Regions from separate parts of the Capsicum annuum genome. Here region 1 is linked to region 2. A link is a contact called in public Hi-C data. All regions are on one chromosome and are shown on one strand. Each heading gives the region's core, a stretch centred on a gene start, on an enhancer-like site or on the middle of the called end of the contact. The rest is flanking DNA. Distances are from core to core; before and after follow the strand shown.

Region 1 (3,385 bases), core at 875-3,374, 110 kb after region 2:
CCCATTTTGATTAAAATATCAAACTCCCCTCAACATTGAATAATAATTATACTTTTCCTTTATTCCATACAATATCTATTTTATCCTTATAATTTTAATTCTATATTTATATAATATCTTTTTATATTATATGTAATGAATATTTTTTTAACATGGATATTTATAGAATTTTATTTAAGTTTATTAACTTTATACGCAAATTAATACATTTTATAAATTTATCACAAAATTCAATATTATTTTTAAGATCGTTATTTTAGTATTATATGTATTAAAGAGTTGTTTGGTGTGAGGTATAATTATAATAATTCAAAAATAAAGTTCATGATTATTTATCATGCGTTTAATTAGATGTATTAGGTATTTTAAAATTATTTATCGCACCATTTTACCACACTGATGAGATAAATTATCACACATACATATTAGTACAACTTATTTTGTAATAACGAATCCCTGAATAACTTGTTTCCAAACAACCCACCCTAAGTGTGTATATATACATATGTATGTACATGCATGTGCGTATATTTTCGAATTTTATCACTCTCTTACTAAATTTATTTCGTATTACTTAAGTTTTTGTTGATATAACACAATCCTTAAGAAAAATTAGTTAGAGGTATATTTTGCTAAATTAACCTTATTAATGATAATTTGAAACTTTAAATTTGTCTATATTATTACTTTATATAGTTATTTAACACTAAAGTGTAAAAAATATATATAATTCAATTCTCTTGATTTCACAAATTGAGCAAATAAATTAAAACATTTATTTTTAGCATGAGGATCAAGTGATAAGAAACGATATTATCTATTGTCTATATCAGTAAATAAGTTGTGATTGTCATTAATAGAGTATTACATATTTTATAATTTATATAAATAAATATAATCTTTAAAATTTGACCTTATTTTTATTCGAGAAAAACATCTAGTATCCCCGAACTATGACCAAATTTACTACGACACACGTCAACTTCATGGGGGTCCTATTACCCCTTAAACTAAATTTAGCGTATTTTTGTCAATCTTTTTAGCTAACGTGACACTTTTTGTCAATCGTTTTAGATGACATGACACCTTTAATATGGACTCCATTTTATGTAATAAAGGTGCTATATTAGCACAAAAAATGATAAAAATAAGCTAAATTTGAGTTCACGGGATAATAGGACCCTTGTTAAGTTGGAATGTATCATAACAACTTTGACCATAGTTCGAGGTGGTACTTGAAGCTTATCTCTTTCATTTATTATTTGTATTTTCTGCATTAAAATTGTTTACAAAATTAGTAGTACTTATTATTTTCACTTGTTAAAATAAATATTATAGCTTTGATTATTATTAATAAAACTAATTTTCTTATTATGCTAATTTACTTCATAAAGATCATCATTAGCTTATATATTTCTTACTTTTTTTTTCTAGAAGATAATATTTATGTTTTTATGAAAATTTTGTTGTATGAATAATGTTTATGTTTTTATGAGAAATTTGTTATATGAATTTTTTCTTAAATGAAATATGATGATTTTAAAGAAGTTTGAAAAAAAAAATAAAAAAATTGATGATAAAAGGTAAAATAAAAATTTTAAAAAGTCAATTAAAATAAAAGAGGGAGTATGATTATTGTTCAAAGGGGGAGTTTGATTTTTAAGAAAAAGTTAGTGAGGGAAAATGATTTTGACCCCCTTTTTAGTGTTGTAGGTTGTTAGATAAAGATAAAATCTAGGTTTAAAAAGATATTAAAAAAGGTAAACATTCCCTTCATTAGGTGCTGATTTGTAAAAGATCCAATCATAAGAATCTATTAAACATATTTTTACTTTATATTTTTAGGCCTCGTTTGGTCATGAAAATAAAAATTAAAATTCAAGTTGAAATTAATGTTGTGTTTGATCGTAAATTAGAATTGTGTTTAAAATTTTATGAGAAAAATAGAAATAAAATATGACTATTTTCACTAAAATGAAATGATATTTCAAAAACAATTAAAAAAATAAAAATTATGACCAAATACCTATTTAATCACGTAATAATAACTTTACCATTTAATCTAGGATTCCTCGTCACTTTGTCTATCTTTATATAACAGTATACAAAGTGAAAGAAAGACGCTTTGTTTCTTCGCGTGAACACAAACGTTTTTATCATAAACTTTTCTCCTCATTTTCTATCTTTATCTCTCTCTCTTACATTACGCTAGACATTTTTCCTTCTCCTAATTCTGTTTTGCTTTTTTTGCATCATTTTCCTTAAACATTAAAAAAAAAAAAAAAAAACAGAGAAGCTGCAAAGCAATTGTTGTGTACACAATTTGTTTGTTTTTGCTTTGTGGGTCGCTTTTATTTTCATTTGAATTTCAACACAAGACTCTTATTTTCCGTAAAATAGACCTTATGGTTTGGTCTTTTCTATATTTTGTGTATAGTGAAAGCTTTAGTGTATCGAATTATTTTTTTTCTCTTGTGTTTGTATTTTCTTTAAGTTTAATGTAAGAAAAATTGAAACTTTTTAATGGGTTTTGACTGAAGATAGGAATTTACGCCTGAATTGTTGGTTTTGCGGTGACCGGAAAAAGATAGAAAAAATAGAGACTTTTTCAAGACTTTTTATCTTCCTTTTTTATATTTTCGTGTAATAATTAATTAGTTGTCCAAACGTCAAAACATGTATTTTTTTATTATGTTTTCACTTCGTATATAGAAAGTTATATTCTCAATTTATTCACATCGTACAAAATCCCGTATTTTTTTCTTTCTATTTCTCTTTCTATTTTCTCCAATTTCTACTCTTTTGTGTTTGTTTGTTTTTCTCTTCTCCTCTGTGTCAATATTTTCTTCAAAGAATTTAGAGAGAGAAACAGTTTGATATCTCTTTCTCTCTCTCTGTTTCTTGTTTTTGTTTCTTGCATAATGGAAAAGGAAAAAGGGTCACTGCAATCAAACCTTAATTGTTTCTTGGAATGCACAACTCCATTAGTCCCTTCCCAGTTTCTACCCCAGGTACTTTTTTTTTTTATAATCATGTTGTCCTGGCCATATCAATATTTTTGTTTAATCTGTATTTGTTTTTTGTTTTAATTTTATGAACGTAATTTGTTATACTAAGGGGAGCCTCGGAGTAGCGGTAAAGTGAGGTAACGTGTTCAAGCTGTGTAAACAGCCCTTGCAAAAAAATGCAAGGTGTGGCTGCATACAATAGACTGTTGCGGTCTGACCCTTCTCTGGAACTTGCGTGTAGCGGGAGCTTTTAGTGCACCGATGCCTTTTAAATGTGATTTGTTATATGCTGTAATTACTAATTTATTTATTTTTGATGTGCAGAGTGAGATGAGGAATTTGAATAGGTTATGGCATCCATGGGAAAGAGAAAAAGT
Region 2 (3,564 bases), core at 89-2,588:
CTAGCATTTTGAACTTATCAAGGAATCTTCCATTCAAATTATAGTTTATTATATCCAGTGGACACACCGCCCACCGTTGGGACGAGCTATTTGTATTTTGGTCTCCTTGCTTTTATTCACTTCGCTAGGACAGGACTTTAATTTTGTATGTATATGCTAGGTTCAATTTCATTACGTACATCTAATCTACACATCACGAGTTATAGCTATGCGCGCTATTGCTACTAATCATGCACTATAATTCGATAACGAGGGGTTATTCGAATGCTAAACATTCTCACCTCCAATTGTAAGGTCATGGGTTTGAGTAGTTAAGGGGACAAAAATGGTAAAAGCTCCTAATTAATTATGTTGGAGGGGTAAAAAAAAGTGCGTGCGTGCGTGCATTACATTAAGTATTAGACTTACTATAATTAAGAAATTAAATATAAATATTCTAACTAAATACCATATTCTAGAAAAATGGTACATATATTTATGTGGTAGCATAAGTCTGAAAGAGCCAGTGGTTTTGTTCCTGCCTACTTTTTCATTCTCTTGAAAGACGTGTTGTAATTTAAGCAGTAATCACGCCATGATTGTAATTTGTAAAGTTAGGTTCTGCATGCCAAAAAAATGAAATTGTCAAAACCTTTGAGATAAGATGGATTGGGGATGCAGTAACAAAAGGTCTCATAGTAATTAGCAGCCCATAATAATACCCATTCAACAAATGCAAATTATAGTCAAGTTAGGAACCATATAATAATATGATAATAGTCAATAATTTTACTGTTCCCTTATCTGAACTATACATAGTTGTTCAACACAAGTTATAACATTACAAGATCGATCCTGAGCTAGCCTTGATAAATTATTTCAAGTTTACTTGTAGATGTTATACTAAGTATGAACTCTGTTTTGAGGAAACTCGCTCATGTTTTGGCTATTCTATATTTGCAGCCTGTAAATTTGGCATGCATGTTAACCAAAAAAAAAAAAAAAAAGAATTTGGCATGCATGGAAGTAATATTACTCTCCCGTTTCTTTATTTATCCGTCTTAATAAAAATAAATATTTAATAATATTTTTTTAATTTAAAGGGTTAATATATAATTTATTTATTTATTTATGTTCATTTTATTTCTAATATTAAAAATTATTGATTATTTAAAATATTATATTTATTATATGTAAAAAATATAATTTTTTTTCTTCCTTAAGGTGTGTATCAAATAAGTTTGTTAAACAAAGAAACCATAGGAGTATTATTTTTCTGGAGTAATAGATTACTAATTGCTAGGGACCTACGTGGGCCAAAAATCTTAATATATGTAGGAATCCTAAAAGAATATTCTCATATCATATGCTTTTTTATTTGGGTAAACATATCATACGATCTCATTTGGACGATGGAACGAGACAAAAAATAGGTAATCATTACTCCGACTTCTATAAGTTGTCGCGTTTATTAAAATGATTCATCATAATATTTTTAAAAAATTAAGATGAAATGATTTTTTGTCCTTGATCATATTCAATAAAGAGATCATTAATGTAGTGAAAACTGAAAAGGAGAGCAAAGTATTCTTATATTTAGATTTTAGATTAAAGAGTAAATAAAAATAATTTAATCAAATTATTATTCTTTTAGTTACTACTTTTGTTAAGGGGTGTGTGAAAAAATGATAAGGAAAAACGCACAGAGGGGAGTATATTAATAATTAAAATCACAAGGTTTTACATCTGACTAAGCTATTAATCACTTCATATTGTCGATCTTGTTCTTGTATATTGAATGTGAAGCAAACAATTTATAAATCAATTATGTGGAAAATGTAAAATGATTCCCAGAATTCCAATTTCAAATCATATGATTAGCACACTGCGTGTACACTAGTTAATCGTTTTTTGACTTAAAAATTGGACAACAATTTCAACTTTATCCTAAAAAGTTGAACGTAATTTCTTAAACTAGATTAATGCTTTACCCCATTTTACGGGCCAAAACCATCAAATCTTTTGGCTATGTTGTTGAAAAAAAAATCCTACTGATGTCACTGTCCAAAAAAATAAAATTAAAAATTATTGGACGTAAGTTAACCAAAAACAAAACGTAGAAAAAGACAATGTAATATAGTTACTGACATTTAAATGAATGGACATTATGATTTGATTCATAGTTTCATACCATGCAAAAAAGGAAAATTACATTAATTTCTCATTTCCTTTTACTTATGTATTTTTGATTTGACACTTCTTTTTGGAAAATCAATAAATAAGTTGATCGTTTTACTGTATTTGCATATACTGATTATAAAAAAAAAAGGCTATAAAAAAAAAAAGGAAACTCAATACATTAAAATTCTTGTTATGCATGAAATTCGGAAAATGATTGAACCACAAGAGTCTATTGTCCGCAGTCTCACCTAACATTTTTACAAAGAGCTATTTCAACAACTTGAATTAATTATACTTTTTTAAAAAAGAAAAGTTTGAATATAATTACGTTTTAGGTCAATATCAAAAAGAAATAATAAATCTATCTTGATATGTCAAAATAGATAAGTAAAAATTATAATTGACAAACAAAAAAAAGGTGTAATTCTTGGGATTTCTTGAGGAAATTTATTTCTCAGTTGACTAACTATTGCTCCATTTTATATGCAGTCGGACTTCTCTAAATACTTTCGTTATTATCACATTTTATTATATTATAATAGTTTTCAGTGACATAATTTTAAAAAAATATCAAAACAAATGATATACGTATATAAAGGTTTGATTATATTTTGTACTTTCATTAAGGACACGGTTTGGAACCGTGCATGTGTCCCTACGTTATTAAACACTTTTTTTTTTTTTTAAATGGGGTTAGGGGAAGGGAAATGGGAGAGGGAATTACAATGTGGAGAATCAAACGAAATGGGAGAGGAAATTACAATGTGGAGAATCAAACCCTCACTAATAAGATGGAAGTTCAGATAACTAACCAACTAAGGTACTAAGATTTTCCCTTAAACACATAATTTGTGATAATGATTTTATTGTTATTTATCTAAGACCCGTTTTTATGTGGCAAGTTTTAGTCCATTAGGTGAAACATTCTCAACAAGATTTTTTAAGTAATAATAATTGACTAAGGGTCGTTTGGTAGAGTGTATTAAAAATATAATGCATGCATTAGTTAATTGTTTGATATCATAACTAATACTTGTACTAATCATATACTCTATTGTGTATTGAGGTATGTATTGGTAATACACACCATTTTTCATGTATTAGTAATGCAAGATCTTCAATAGAAGTATTAATTTATTAAATGATATTATTACCCCTTAAATTATTTATTCTGATCATCATTGTAAAATATAAGTGGCCAAATCCTCCTGATCATTTAGCCGGAGAATGGCCCAAGACCATTTGTATTTATTCACCGGGGAATGTCCTGAAGTATCATGTACCCGAAGGACGTTTGCGGTGAAGGCTCGAGGCGTTGGGTAAAGCATAGTCTAGGATTAGCTCAGAATAGGATTACATTTCCTCATTTTTCTATTTTAGACTGTATAATTGGATTGGACACTA

The links. A called contact is a pair of places that touch in the nucleus more often than the background predicts.
Region 1: a contact with region 2 is called in a Hi-C map of leaf, with 2.6 times the contacts expected there. The contact joins the promoter of LOC107855037 here to the enhancer-like site in region 2. A contact is called at or near these places in 3 of 5 Hi-C or Micro-C datasets (leaf and placenta).

The regions. Positions count from the first base shown.
Region 1 is chr7:203,795,376-203,798,760 of UCD10Xv1.1, forward strand. It overlaps LOC107855037, which reads left to right and starts at 2,125. Exons shown (of 6, transcript XM_016700027.2): 1 at 2,125-3,011; 2 at 3,333-3,385. The coding sequence starts at 2,922.
Region 2 is chr7:203,685,228-203,688,791 of UCD10Xv1.1, forward strand. No RefSeq gene overlaps it. Among protein-coding and RNA genes, the nearest start is that of LOC107855007, 14 kb to the left of the region's middle. Within about 2 kb of position 1,339, at least 2 of the 5 cell types and tissues checked have an H3K27ac peak or open chromatin away from gene starts, as enhancers often do. A contact at or near this core is called in leaf, where this site is marked.